Linked DNA regions of Zea mays: region 1 is linked to region 2. The links are chromatin contacts, called in public Hi-C maps. All regions are on one chromosome and are shown on one strand. Each heading gives the region's core, a stretch centred on a gene start, on an enhancer-like site or on the middle of the called end of the contact. The rest is flanking DNA. Distances are from core to core; before and after follow the strand shown. Region 1 holds the start of LOC103643996 (stem-specific protein TSJT1). Region 2 holds the start of LOC606468 (calmodulin-like protein 4).

Region 1 (7,006 bases), core at 3,387-5,886, 140 kb before region 2:
TGTGTTCTTTTGTTGCGCTTGTTGCTTGGATTGCTTTCTCCTTCTCTATTCTTATTCTTATAAGTGCTTTGTAAAGCTAGCAAGAGACACCTAAGTGTGTGGTGATCCTTGCGGGGTCTTAGTGACCCAAGTGATTAAGGAGAAGCCTCGACCGGCCTGTGTGACTGATTGAGAGAGGGAAAGGGTTGGAATAGACCCGACCTTTGTGGCCTCCTCAATGGGGACTAGGTTCTTTGGAACCAAACCTCGGTAAAACAAATCACCGTGTTCACTTGTTGATTTTGACTTGATTTGTTTCCCCTCTTTCCTCTCTCTAAAGTTTCCTTGCTAATATTGATTTGAGTTTTCTCCCAAACGTTATCCGCATTAATAGAGCAACTCTAAGCAAGGAGAACTATCTTTCGAACTCCGTTTTAATTCTAACGCTAACCCCTGCCTTAGTGCGAGTTTAAATTTATAAATTTCAGGTTTCGCCTATTCACCCCCTCTAGGCGACTTTCATATATGAACTTTATGGACCTGAGAAAAATATCAACTAGTCAAACTAGTTAGTCCATAAGGTTTGTGATGGTCGTCAAACACCAAAATTGATTATACGTAATGTTTGAAGCCATTTCCCTTTCAGTGTGCCCTCACTCTTATTTTTCTCTGGGTCCGCCCCTAGTGGGGGAGGCTATAAATACCCCAACCGGCCATTTGGAGGTGTGGGAGCCCAAGCAACACACCAAGGCATATTATTGACATTTCCAAGTGCTCAAACACTCAAGTGCTTAATAGAATCACTCAGTGATTAGCGTAGGTGCTTTGCGAAGTGTTTAGGTTAGTTAGACCGCTTATGCGCTTGCTATAGGTGAATCCTAGTTAGTGAGTGAGTTTAATAAAACCACACAACCCCTCGGCTCTTGTGTGAACCATTGTCATTGTACTGAGTGGGGCGAGAGTCTTGCGAGACCGTGACAACCGCATTTGTGTCACGACCGCCACTATGTACCGGAGGAAACGAGGCTCGTGGCGTTTTTGACCGGAAGCTCGATAATGGAGACGGCGGGGAGCGTCCGTGAAAGGGAAATTGGGTTAACCATTTCCTATAACTAATTTTTGGTGGTTGATAGTCAACACAAACACATGGTCTAACTACTTTGTCTAGAACTCATGTGTTACAGGTGCATAAGGTTCAACACAAACCAATAAAAAATTCAAGTTAGGGACTCTATTTGAAACGGAGCAAAGGACTTGAGTGTGCTGTAGAATGACGCACCGGACTGTCCGGTGTGCTACCGGACAGTGTCCGGTGCACCAGGACTGTATAGGTGTCAACCAGCCACTCTCGGGAAAATGAAGGCACGCTCTGCTATAATTCAATGGACTGTCCGGTGTGCCATCGGACTGTCCGGTGAGTCAGCGGGCAACGGTTATCCAGCGCCAATGGTCGACTCTGCAAAGTGCTACAGTGAGCTACAGTGCCGCGGTAGAAGTCAGAGCAGGAAGTCAGAGGGGCACCAGACTGTCCGGTGCCGCAAGAGGACAAAGCTCCAACGGTCGACTTCGCTCCGAACCCTAACGGTTGGGTGACGTGGTGGGGCACCAGACAATGCACAGTGCCTGTCCGGTGGCGCACCGGACTGTCCGGTGGCGCACCGGACTGTCCGGTGCGCCCATCGCCAGCAGCCTTTCCAACGGCTACCCAAGTGGTTGGGGGTTATAAATACCCCCAACCTTTACAACCTTTGGCATCCAAGTTTTCTGAGGATCACATTCAATACAAGAGCTCTAGCATTCATTCCAAGACACAATACAAAAGATCAAATCTCTTCCAAGTCCTAAATTCATTCCAAACACTTAGTGGCTTGTGTGAGAGAGATTTTTGTGTTCATTTGCGCTCTTGTCGTTTGGATTGCCTTTCTTCTTTTCCTATTCTTATTCTCAAGTGCTTTGTAAGCAATGCAAGAGACACCAAGTGTGTGGTGGTCCTTGCGGGGTCTTAGTGACCCGTGAGATTAAGGAAGAAGGCTCACTCGGTCTAAGTGACCGTTTGAGAGAGGGAAAGAGTTGAAATAGACCCGGTCTTTGTGACCTCCTCAACGGGGACTAGGTTCTTTGGAACCGAACCTCGGTAAAACAAATCACCGTGTTCACTCGCCTTATTTCTTGGTTGATTGGTTTTACCTCTCTTTCGGACTTGAATTTAAATCTAACGCTAACCCTGGCTTGTAGTGTGTGTTTAGAGTTATAAATTTCAGGTTTCGTCTATTCACCCCCTCTAGGCGACTTTCAGTCCGAGAGGAGCCGAAAGCGGAACACCTCTTGCGCATGGAGAAAGCCCGTGACTCTCTACGGAGTTACTCGGCCGAGGTGCTTGGCCCTTGCGTGGTCTTCCCTTTGCGTAGGGGCATCAACGAGAATTAGTCGGGACCTTGCGTGGTTCCGGATACCTCGGTAAAATACAGGCGTCATCCACGAGAGTTTGCATCTTTACCTTGCTCTTCATCTTCCACATTTACATTAAGTATTTGAGTTTCAAAGTTGTCTTCTTGATAGATTATTTAGATTGAAACTTAGCCTTTGCGGTATAGATAGCAACACTTAGACAAACCTAGTTTGCACATTCTAATTCAATTATTTGTATAGTTTTGCTCTAGGGATTTATTTGTGGCCTAGTTTAGAAAGAGTTTTTAAAAGTCCTAATTCACCCCTCTTAGTCGTCACCGTTTCCTACAGCCTGGAAAAAAAGCTCGAGCTCGATGAGCCGGCTCGGACTCGCAGCGGCTCGACGCTTAGAACGAGCCCCAGCCCGAGCCGAGCCTGTTTCTGTGACTCTAAAAAAGAGCGAGTCAGCTCAGCTCGATTCGCTGGGGCTCACGAGCTGGCTCGTGGCTCGATCCAACAAAAATTTGTTACGTAAAATTCTAATTAGGATATAGTGTCAATACCAAATAGACGATTAGTTTATGTTATTTAAAATTACTATATAAAAGTAATCTATTTTCTATATTGTATTAGTAATGTATTTATTTTACTAATTTAGCACATGTTACTTAAATTATTTTTTAAGATTTTGTATTATAATTTGGAGGACGAGTTCACGTTTATGGTCAAGCTCGTTGGCTCGACGAGCCGGCTCGCGAGCAGCAACGAGTCGAGCCTACTTTTTAGGCTCGCCAAAGAAGAGCTCGACTCGTTACTTGACCGAGCCATAGCGAATCGAACCAAGCTCGGCTCGGCTCGTTTCCACCGCTACCCACACTTAGCTCATTGGTCGCACCGTCACATCCACATTTATTACGTCACCACAACAAAAAAATTAGTGTTAGAACTTATAGTTTCTTTAAGTGATTTCTTAGTAGGGTGATAGCTATGAAAAACACTTAATAGTTTTTGGGTTGTGACTTCTCTAAAAGTAAGGTTAATAATATAGCCAATTTTTAGCTATAAGAATCTTTATAGCTTATCTTATAGCTTACATGTATAATGGTTAGTCCTTCATAATTAATACATAATTCACTTGTCTCTCATGAAATTTTTTGAAGCCTCAGATTAAAGTCAGCTGTTTAGACTGCTGCTGCTGCAATTCATATAGACAAAAATATTTTAGAAGCAGTAGAGACTGGTATAGATTAAAGCCAAATAAACATGTATACTTTCTCTAATCGCACCATCAGTGCTTATCAGCTGGAGCCGGACAGGTAGCAGAGACTAGAGAAGTAGAGAGTCACGAGGTGCGATGGCCAGGTGTTGAAAGCATCGCTTCAACCGACAACCGGGCTTTACGGATTGGTGAGAGGGCATGATCAGTCTGCATGTGCTTATTATAAAAAGTTGCACAGCTGATAATCCGCAGTCCTATATACACTTCTACACGTCAGCGTGCGGTGGAATGCTGAACGTAAACTGGATAAGGATATTGCTTATCCAGATTCCTCTAGACCCAACTCGCCCGAATCGAATCTCCCGTGACATCTTCTGAATTTTAGTGGCTTATGAATCAGGTGAAAAAGCGAATAATCCTACAGCTGCTTTCTGAAACAGAATAAAATGGCAGCTGTATCCCCTGGATGCTACGATTCATACCCCGCGTGATGAAAATATATAAAAAAACACGCACATACACTGCGATCTCTCTGGTTGAATAGCAAGAGAATTTGATCATAGGCTAGATATAGTTGGAGAGGATAATAAGTTCTAAATTTTATACTATAAAATTTCAAAATTAGATCGTATTTAGATCAGGCACTAATTCTATTTATTTTAAACTAAACTTTATTAAGACTTAAATGAATCATGAATATCTTGATTGTGATCCATTATCATTCCTAAATGCCATCTATCTTTATTGAGGGACATGACCATTTTCATCTGTTAGCTCAAACTGAGCAGGGTTTGCGAGGTCATTTTACCCTTTTTCGCGCGTGGTGAAATATTAAAAATAAAACTACATCTGGATAAACAAGAAACTTCCCAAACTATTCATAGACTACGATTCGTCTTGATCTTGCATCTAAATATTCCATTCCGAAAATAAGTAATCGTAAAGATGTCTCTATCTGGTCAGGAAAAAAAATGTTTGTTAAAAGATCCTACGGACCGACCAAAGGGCAAAATGGGAAACGAAAAAGAGTCTATATAGTTGACTTGTGGGGGCTTGTGGCATTCAGAGTTTCCGTGCCGTAGCAACAGACAAGGGAGAGTGGGAGACTAGCGCAACAGGACAGCGCACGGAAAGCGAGGGGAGGGGAGACGGAGAGGGCGCATCGGACGGCGGCGAGATGCTGGCGGTGTTCGATCCCACGGTGGCCAAGTGCCCGGAGGGTCTCCGCAGCCCCCCGGTCGCCGGGGCGGCCGCTGGAGCAGGCGGGGCCGGCGCGGGCGCGCTGATGAAGGGCTTCTCCGACTCGCACGACGGCGCCGTCACCGTCAGCCTGGGCCCCTCCGGCGCGCTGGCCTACTCGGCGGCCAACCAGAGCCCCCTCGTGCCAAGGTGCTGTGCTCTCCTCTCCGGCCCGTGCTCGCTGGCTTTGCCGAATATGTGCTCGTGACGCCTCCGCGTGATGCGAAAATGGTTTGGTTCGTGTTCGTTCGTGTGCTTCGGCTGAGGTTCGGTGATGTGATCACTTACTGGAGGTTGGATTGGAACGATCTGTGGAGATCTTCCCCTTTTTTCTTTAGTTTATTGGGGATAGCGAACGGCTTAGGCTTCGACCAGTGCTGCGGATGCTTTCCACGCCGATTTGAGGAGATATTTCTTGCGTTTTGTGTACAGAAGGTTTGTTTTCGTGATGGTCTTAGTCATATGGGTATAAACTTGGGTCGTTATTTTTGTGGCTTAGTTGTTGGTCATGCTCTTCTAGCTAGTTGTGTCTAGATCTGCTCCAAAAGTTTGTAGAGTCAGCACGTTCGCAATTTTTTTTCATGAACCAGCACACGTTTGTGATGAACGCTGTGCGCTGTACGAATTTGAACATAGGCTGTTAGATGTAGTGTTGGTTCATGACTATAAACTGCTTGATCAGTCGAGTTCTCTGTAAGTTGTAGGGATGGCAATGGGTACCCGAAACCCGAAACCCGATGGGTAAAAACCCTATTAGGGCACGGGTATGGCGGATTTTGATACCCATGGGTATTTTATTGGGTCATTTGTTATGCTCATCGGGTACGGTGGGCGTGGGTATGTTCTCTGTTGCCCCATACCCGCTACCCGATGGGGAACCCGCTAATATATGACACGTGGGTCCGGATTTATATGTCTCATATAAAATGAAGTCTTATATATTCAAATATTAAGTATTGTGTATTGAACAATTAGATTTGAAGGCATGATTTTGTCCACAGTTTTGTAGAATCAATGCTATGTTTTGTGTGATTTGAAGGCATGATATTGCCATTTAATGTTGAATATCGTTGAACCTGTGATAAAATTATGTTGGGTTCGATACATTTGTTATGCCGATACTTATTTTTGTGATTCAAATGATCATGTCTATCGTAATGTTAATGGGTATGGGTACCCGATGGATACCCGCTACCCATGGTGGGTATGGGTATGGCGTAATTTTGTACCCATGATGGGTAGTGGGTATGGGTATGGGTCAATTTTTTCCTAGTGGGTATGGGTATGGCTTTGTGTGCCCACTGGGTACCTTACCCACTGCCATCTCTAGTAAGTTGAGTGTGTGGATTCATGAACGCATTGATTCACACCCACCTACACGCCACAACTGATTTAGCGTGCTCCATTTTGACGTCGTCCTGAACTTACAGTAGTGCTGTTTCTCAGGTAATATTGACTGTGCTAGATTGGATTATTTTCAAATAATACCTGGAATCACTTTACTTAAGGGATGCTATTGGTTCTAAAATGAAGTTTGGCAATCCATTTTACAGCAACTAGGGAAGAAGAAAGAAGATTCCGAGTTCTCTGTACATTTGAAGTCACATGACACGGTCATTTACACATTATACACATTCAGGATGCATGTACTTACATTAGATTTGTCGAGGGGTTGATGTTTTTTCACCTCATCCTGAGTTATTTAGTCCTAGCTACGGATTCAAGTTCCAGGTCCAATCGTCTCATCAGGCATATAGGATTGTTATCCAGCATAAAGAGACCTCCCATTATTTTGTGGAGACAGGCATGGGTATGAGTCTATGAGAACTTTGGTTGAATCTTCTGTATTGCTACTCTCTTTTGCATGCTCTCTATGTTACATATGTTATTTGAATATCTGTCATTGTACTGTAAATATTTCACAGTTAGACAGTGATGGGTAGGATGGCCAATAGCATTGGCCATGCCTTGTTGGCACAGCTGGATTACGTGTCAGTTTGACACTTATAAGCATTGTTCCTTGTCAACCCAAACAGGGATGACGGTGACAGGTGATGTTTATTATGTAGTAACGCGTAGTTCCAACGTTTGAAAATGGTTGTGGGCCTGTCGGAACTCGGAAGTCGACTCCCTTTAAACCAAACCGATGTATTGTACTTTAACCTATTACTCGTATCAGTT
Region 2 (7,367 bases), core at 2,583-5,082:
CAGGTGGCTGCGTATGACACAAAGCAAAAGAAAATGGATTTCTTTGATCCATCAAGGAAAGATGATTTCCTGTTCATCTCTGGCACAAAGGTAAGTTTTCACAGTTGCTGTGTGACATTGTAAATTTCAGCACCAATCCTCTGTAGCCAAACCCTAACAAATCACGCCTTATTCAGATGCGCACTCTTGCCAAGAACCGAGAGAGTCCCCCAGATGGTTTTATGTGCCCGGGTGGCTGGAAGGTACTCGTTGAATACTATGACAGCTTGGTGCCATCTGAGGGCAGCAGCAAGCTGCGTGAACCAATTGCAGCCTAAAATCTGGAAAATCCTTCATATAAGGAATGCTACTATATCTTAGCAAGCGGTTCTTTGCGACATAGAACCGATGCTATATGATTGTATACTGGCTGTAAGACTGTAAAACACTAGGCTTGATTCGGATGTTAATGTGTGCTTTGTACCCGGTGTACCTTCTCTGCTGGCAGTGTTGCACATGCACTGGAGCACATCAAACGTTTGGTGTTAATAAGGACAGGCTATGTATCCTCTGCCAGATTGTACATATATACATTGTGGTGATATATAATTATAAAGCTGACCTCTGCCGTCCGGGCTCGTAGTGATGAACAGTTTTATCACTAGTTCTCTTTAAGCATCAACCTTTTTGTGTGCTATTATCAATGAGCATAAGTTATTGGGTTCACCTCATGATTTGAATCTTTTGAAAGCCGCAACCTTTTAGGGACGACTTCACATTTGGTATTGAATTCACTACTTGCGAGAGCTATAATGTTAGATTGCAGAAACAAAGAGGAACCATTCATGATTCAGAAGAAATTAAAATGGCTGAGCGCTGAAATGACTAGAAAAGACAACATAGATTCTTAACATAAATACAATCATCAATGAAGGAGTATATCATGTGCAATCAATTATATTGGTGTAACCATGTAATTAAACAATCTGGTGTATTTAATCAAAATTCAATAGTGACTATTATATTATATTTAACTCATTTCAACTGAAACATATAGCTATTTTATATTTAACTTCTTCCCCCTAAAATAGCAGTGACCGTTGAATTTTGATTGAATGCAACAGATTGCTTAATTGCATGATTGCACCAATGTTCCCCGATTGGGGTACTAATTGTTTAAATTTGACGTCAAAATCAACGCAAGTCAAGGCCTAATCCATATCTTAGCGTTTTACGAACTAGATTAGCAGGCTCTTGATGCCACAACAGTAGAGTTTACCATATAGGATTTGCAATCTAATTGACGTTGGACACATTAGTGGACTGGGGTCTGGAGACTAACTGTAATTTTCATGGTAGTTCGCTGTCGGTAAACCTAGTAGAGGTCGTCAATGGATCTTCCTCCTGCTATTTATCGTAACAAAATAAAAGCCACCTATCTAAATATTCATCGTATACATAAGGCCGTTGGCCACCCGTTAATGAGCGTGAGATCACTTTTCCAACCTCCAACACTTCGAATAACACGATCATAGTACTAAGCATACAATTGCAATTTACAGTAGTAGATTTCTGACAGAAGAATCCAACCAAGACGACTACTAGTTCCACACCACATCGCGCCCTTCACCCAGATATTTTCCGCTCAGCGTTCTTCATCATGAGAACGAACTCATCGTAGTTCACCTGACCGTCACCGTCGGTGTCTGCTTCCCTGATCATCTGTTCAACCTCCTCGTCGGTCATCTTCTCCCCGAGACTGGTCATCACCGTCCTCAGCTTCACACACCAAGTCACCAACACGAAAGCAAGGATGAATGGAAACAGCTAGCTAGCATGGTCCGAGGTTGCCGAGGCACAAAGAGACTACCTCAACCGGGGAGATGAAGCCGTTCTGGTCTTTGTCCAGGACCTCAAAGGCTTCCTTGAGCTCTTCGTCGCCGTCGCCATCCTGCAAGCAACGAAGCAGGTGTGCTGTCAACTTTCGGACTGCGATGGTTAATTTCGGGAGTATTCGTGATAGACAAATGAGAGAGAGACTCGCCTTCATCTTCCGGGCAATGAGGCTTAAGAACTCCTGGAAATCGATGATCCCATTGCCGTCCGTATCGACCTCGCTCATCATATCATTGAGCTCCTGATCGCTCGGGTCGAGACCGAGGGAACGGGTGACTGCGGCCAGCTCTTCCATGGTGATGCATCCTACACTTGGCAAAGTTTACATTCCACCTGTCAACTACTCGTAGAAAAGAAAAGCCTGTGATTGCACTACGCTACGCACACAGGTCTCAGCAGAGATCCAAGCGTGGGGTCAGGAGTCCAATGCAAGACGACGAGTGGAAAGGTTGGTCAGAATTTTTTCGATTTTCTCACGGGTTTTTTTTTAGTCAAAACCGTTTTGAAGCCGGAGAGCGCCCCCCCCTAAAACAGGTATAAAAGCATCTCCAAAATAGTTCGTCAAGTCAACTTTTGGCTACTCAACATCAAAATAACTATCTAAGAGACTGGTCATCTGACTCGTCAAGTTATCCGACTTTCCAAATTAGCTCCCTTACTAGCCAAACTTGTCTAGCCAATCTAACTAGCTAAACTAGATAGATAGATAGTTTATCGAGATGAGATGTTACATATAAAATATAACCTTTATGAAAAAATAAATAAAGAGTTAAGTAAAGAGCTAAAATAAAAAGTCCCCGAGAAATGCTCTAAGGAGTTGTTGGGAGATTGTGATCTGCTCATATTATATAATCTAACTTATTTTAAAAAAAAATAGTTTAAAAATAAATTAGATTATATAATTTGTTTGGGATTATAATCCCAACCAAATAGACTCTAAAGCTAGAGTATGATTCGCTACTTAAATATGTGCGGGTCATGAAGCAAATGACCCATAATATCAACACTTCAACCGGAAGCATCACAAAATATAGTTTCCAAAGACGTGACGGGGATTACTCACAGGAAATATTTAAGACCTTTGTGGAAAGCAAAACGGAGCCAATAGCAAACCCTTTTTTTCTGTCACAGCCAGAAAGGTCCTTTGACTACAAGGAGCTAAAAGAGTTGGTAGTAGTAATACAACACATTTCTGTCACCACTAATAGATAGTAGCTAAAAGAACTTTCAAGGAAGCATCTCGCCGCAAAATAAAAGGCCCGGACTACTAGATAGTAGCTAAAAGAATTTTGGTTAGATATAAGGAAATCCAAACAAGGTCTGATGATTGAGGTTAGAACCGATTGCTCTCTATTGACAATTTTTCTCCTTTGTACTAGAAAAAAGCCCGGACTCAACTCAAGTACTCAACTATAGGGATGCGGTAAAAATTCTGGTTAATATCTTACTAATCAAGAACTGTGAAGAACAATGGATATGACATGTGCCGCGTAAGCCTACCACATGCTGACATGCAGAAGAGTAGCATTGCTTCCAAAACCCAGCAACTACAAGTCTAATAACTAGGCAAGGGAAAACAAAAGAAACGTACGATCTGAAGAACAAGCACAAAAATCAAATAAAAAGCAAGCTAGTAGCTAAGCCATCAGCCATGGCGAGAGAAGACGGTAGGAGAGATAGAGATACCGTCGCCGTTCTTGTCGAAGAGCGAGAAGGCCTCCTGGAACGCGAGCCTCTGCTCGTCCGTCAGCCCGTCCATGCAACTGACAGCAAGGCACTATACGGGACCAATGCCAGTTGCCAGGTGAAGGTAGGTGAAGGGGTAGTAGACTAGTAGGTATGTATGCTGGTGCTGAGGAGCGAGCTGATATAAAAAGGGTGGGAGAGGTGGGGGAGTAGGGGAGGGAAGCGGGGCGGAAGCATCCTGTGATTGGAAACCTAGGGCGAGTGAATAAAGATGACTGGACGGTGGCCTTTGTGGGGGAAAAAAACACGGCGGTCTCGTGGTTTTCCTAGTCATTTCCGGCGCTTTGCCCGCGCCTCCGACTCAGCACAGCGGTTCAGCCAGAGGCTTGAGAGAAAAGGCGCTACCATTTGTGCCACGCAAGGCCTTGCTGGAACTGTGGCGCCATAAACAGCAGGTGAATTGCAGCAGGAGGCAGCGAGAGCCGAGAGGCGGTCATGGAGAGATGTTCCGAGATGCAAGTACAGAGTAACAGCTGGCTTGATTTTAATCCGTATCGGCTTCGTTTTGTCTCTTGTCTCTACGGATTACAACCATAATAGTCCGAACAGCTATCTTTAATCTGCTTGATTTTAATTAGTACCAGTTTTTATTGTTTCTGCAGTGTTTTGTCTCTATAGATTACAACCGCAATAGTTCTGACTTTAATCCGCGAAGCGAACAGCCTTCTGTGGTGAACCCTGTTTGTTTGGTCAGGGGGTGCTGGAATACTGTAATTTGATTTCAAAAGACGTGATATATATGGCGCAGCATCGCTCCTTGGTTACAGTAGCTGTAACACCATACCAGACCACCCTGGAGTAAGAAAAAGTCATTACTTGTGGTCAGTGGAGTTTTCATAGTGCTGAAAGAATACCAATGAATTCTTAGGAAAACTGCTCAATACATAGATGATGACTGCTTTATTTGCCGTCGTCATCCAGAAGAAACCCGGCGGTTCTAATAAATGTCATCCACTCACAGAGCAACTTACGACAGCCAAAAAGAAAACAAAACGGAACCATGACCACACAGCAGGCAGGTAGCAGAATACAGACGGTTGCTCACGCATTCAAGCAACCAACCAGCACAGATGATAAATCTGAGCCCCCCAGCACTCCACAGGGCTACCAACATCATATTATAAGTGTAATTGCAGCTAGAAAAAATTGTAAAAATAAAAACAAACCACAACATAAACCGAATAGCAGTAGTCACATAACTAAATAAGCATCCAGGTTTGCACCCCTGAAGTTAACAACTCAACACAAACACAATAACCAAATAACTGATGAAGCAGTACCAGGCAAGCGTTACACAGAGGAGCTCCAACCTGACAGCTCAACTAAAACCTACAGGATGACAAGGACTCGCCGAGGAGCGCACAGAAGTCTAGTTTAAACTAAAGATGCACATCCCCTAGTCTTCACTCCTTGGAGGACTTGTTGATCAGGGACTTGTGAATGTGCGGGATGACACCTCCGCCTGCGATGGTGCCCTTGATGAGGGTGTCCAGCTCCTCGTCTCCACGAATGGCTAGCTGCAAATGGCGAGGGGTGATACGCTTCACCTTCAGATCCTTGCTAGCATTCCCAGCCAGCTCCAGAACCTCGGCAGTCAAGTACTCCAGGATGGCAGCGGAGTAGACGGCTGCGGTGGCACCAACGCGACCATTTGCCTGAGTCCTTTGCTTCAGCTGACGGTGGATACGCCCAACAGGGAACTGAAAGCATAGCAGTGAATATTAGCAATCGTGTATCAAAGCTAAACTCTGCAGAGCAACATCGTAACAACAAACTCAAATCTAGTTTATTTGAACCACTTAGAAAGGCAGTCCTGGTGCAGTGGTAAGAGCTATCTCCCTGAGTCACCAGGTCGCCGGTTCAAATCAGTGAATATTTGCCTAGGTTTACATCCCACATACATGGGAACCTCCGTCTTTAGGTCTTCCCTTTTTTAATGTATTTGCACCACTTAATCAAACCACACCAACATCAAGGTTGTGTTTAGTGGACCATGAACTCCAAGAATCTAGTGACTACAAATAATAATACGTACTCCATCCGTCTCCTATCTTAACGTCACGAAGGTTTGTCCTAAGTCAATTTTTAAAACTTTAACATTTAATAACAAAATATTCATAAATATTGACTAAATAAAAATGGAACTATTACATTTATTATTAAAACATCTACCACAATACATAATTTTTAATTTTAAAATAATTATTCTTATAGATATTGTTGGTCAAAGTTTCAAAAGTTTGACTTAGGACAAAACTTCGTGACCTTGAGATAGGGAACAAAGGGAGTAAGCATAAGGCTAGACAGTCAATAAGAAATGCCTGGTCAGCAACACCATGTAAAGACAAACAGGTTCCACCGACAGTGAAAATTATGCGACAACACCCAAGACAATGTACGACACTTCGCATGGAGGATAGTCTAGTACTATTGATGGATCAGGTCCCCAAGATTTCCCTTTCCATCTCGTCAGCCCACCAAATACCCATTTCCATGCAAAGGGAAAGGATTGCTGGAGTACCATTTACCCGTCAGGAGTTTCGACCAGATAATCAATCAATCATCACAAAATCTCGCCTGCCCCCAAACACATGTCAATAGCAGACCGCCTCAGCACCACTGCAAGTTATAAAACCCTAACATAGGCTGAAATCATAACCTACCAGAACCTACAATTGCTCAAAAGAACATACACAATCATGTGCACGGTAGCCCACATAACACAGCAAGACAAAGACCAAGCTCTGCTTTAGATCTACAATCTGGGCATAGCAATAGAAGCCCTAAATTCTCAAAAAAACCTGACGCAACTAGCGAGCGCAACCTTTTCAAAGGCGCAGCTCATCCAACTCGGACGCGAATCTAACGCCTGTCGATATCATTCGGCGCCACAGCTAACCGTACGAAACCTCAAATTGTCAAACCTAACGCGCATGACTCCGCATAATACACAAATCGCATCAGCTACGCCCGTGGCAGTGCAAATCCAAAAGAGCGATCCCTAGCACGCGCGGCGCGCAAAGAAAAGAGAGCCCAAAGCACAGCACGCAAGGAGGAGGCCGCAAGTCACCTGGAGGCCGGCGCGGGAGGAGCGTGAGATTGGGGCCTTCTTCCCCTTGTCCTTCTCGGCGGACTTGGCCGCCGTAGTCTTCGCGGCGAGCAAGCCTTTCCCTCCCTTCCCAGCCATCGCCTCCGCTCCGAGGAAACTCGAGACACTGCCGCAGAAAAAACAGAATCCGACGGCGCGCGGGCCAAATCAGCGAAGATTGAGGGGCGAATCGGTCGGATCTCGCCGCCAATTCGGGAAATCAAACGGCGAATCGGGCGCCGGGGTCAGAGCGCGGCGGAAGCCCTACCTGAGTTTTCGCCTTTTCGATTCCGTCCGACTCCAGACTCCTCACGCACGTCACGCTAACAAACAGTTTTTTTTTTCGCCTGTGCGTGGGGTGGGTGCGGCCGACCTTTTATATGCAGTGAATTCTATCCAACACCTCTAACTAGGCAGATATTCTCATAATTTTTTTTGCGTAGCAGTTGGGAGTTTTGGATTGATCGGTCACAGAGCCTAGTTGAGTGTGCGGTTTCAAAATAAAGTGGGGGTGGCATTTGTAAAAGTCAAAAGGGAAAAACTCACGTCAGGTCGCATGCTAGTCGCTTGGGTTATAAATGGTACTTGCGTTATCGGTTCGTATTCGATTTATTTAATAGCTTGTTCGATTATTTTTATTTCATCGTGGATTAGAGGG

Evidence for each region. A called contact is a pair of places that touch in the nucleus more often than the background predicts.
Region 1: a contact with region 2 is called in a Hi-C map of ear, with 1.9 times the contacts expected there. The contact joins the promoter of LOC103643996 here to the promoter of LOC606468 in region 2. A contact is called at or near these places in 2 of 25 Hi-C or Micro-C datasets (ear and tassel).

What each region holds. Positions count from the first base shown.
Region 1 is chr1:281,861,239-281,868,244 of Zm-B73-REFERENCE-NAM-5.0, reverse strand. It overlaps LOC103643996 (stem-specific protein TSJT1), which reads left to right and starts at 4,636. Exons shown (of 4, transcript XM_008667180.4): 1 at 4,636-4,975. The coding sequence starts at 4,764.
Region 2 is chr1:281,717,144-281,724,510 of Zm-B73-REFERENCE-NAM-5.0, reverse strand. LOC606468 (calmodulin-like protein 4) reads right to left here and starts at 3,832. Exons shown (of 4, transcript NM_001301445.2): 1 at 3,562-3,832; 2 at 2,024-2,181; 3 at 1,850-1,930; 4 at 1,359-1,758. The coding sequence starts at 3,634. The coding sequence ends at 1,606. LOC100216638 reads right to left here and starts at 7,060. Exons shown (of 3, transcript NM_001143051.2): 1 at 6,978-7,060; 2 at 6,692-6,836; 3 at 4,777-5,321. The coding sequence starts at 6,808. The coding sequence ends at 5,025. It overlaps LOC103643994 (ATP-sulfurylase 3, chloroplastic-like), which reads left to right. Exons shown (of 5, transcript NM_001301511.1): 4 at 4-90; 5 at 177-642. The coding sequence ends at 317.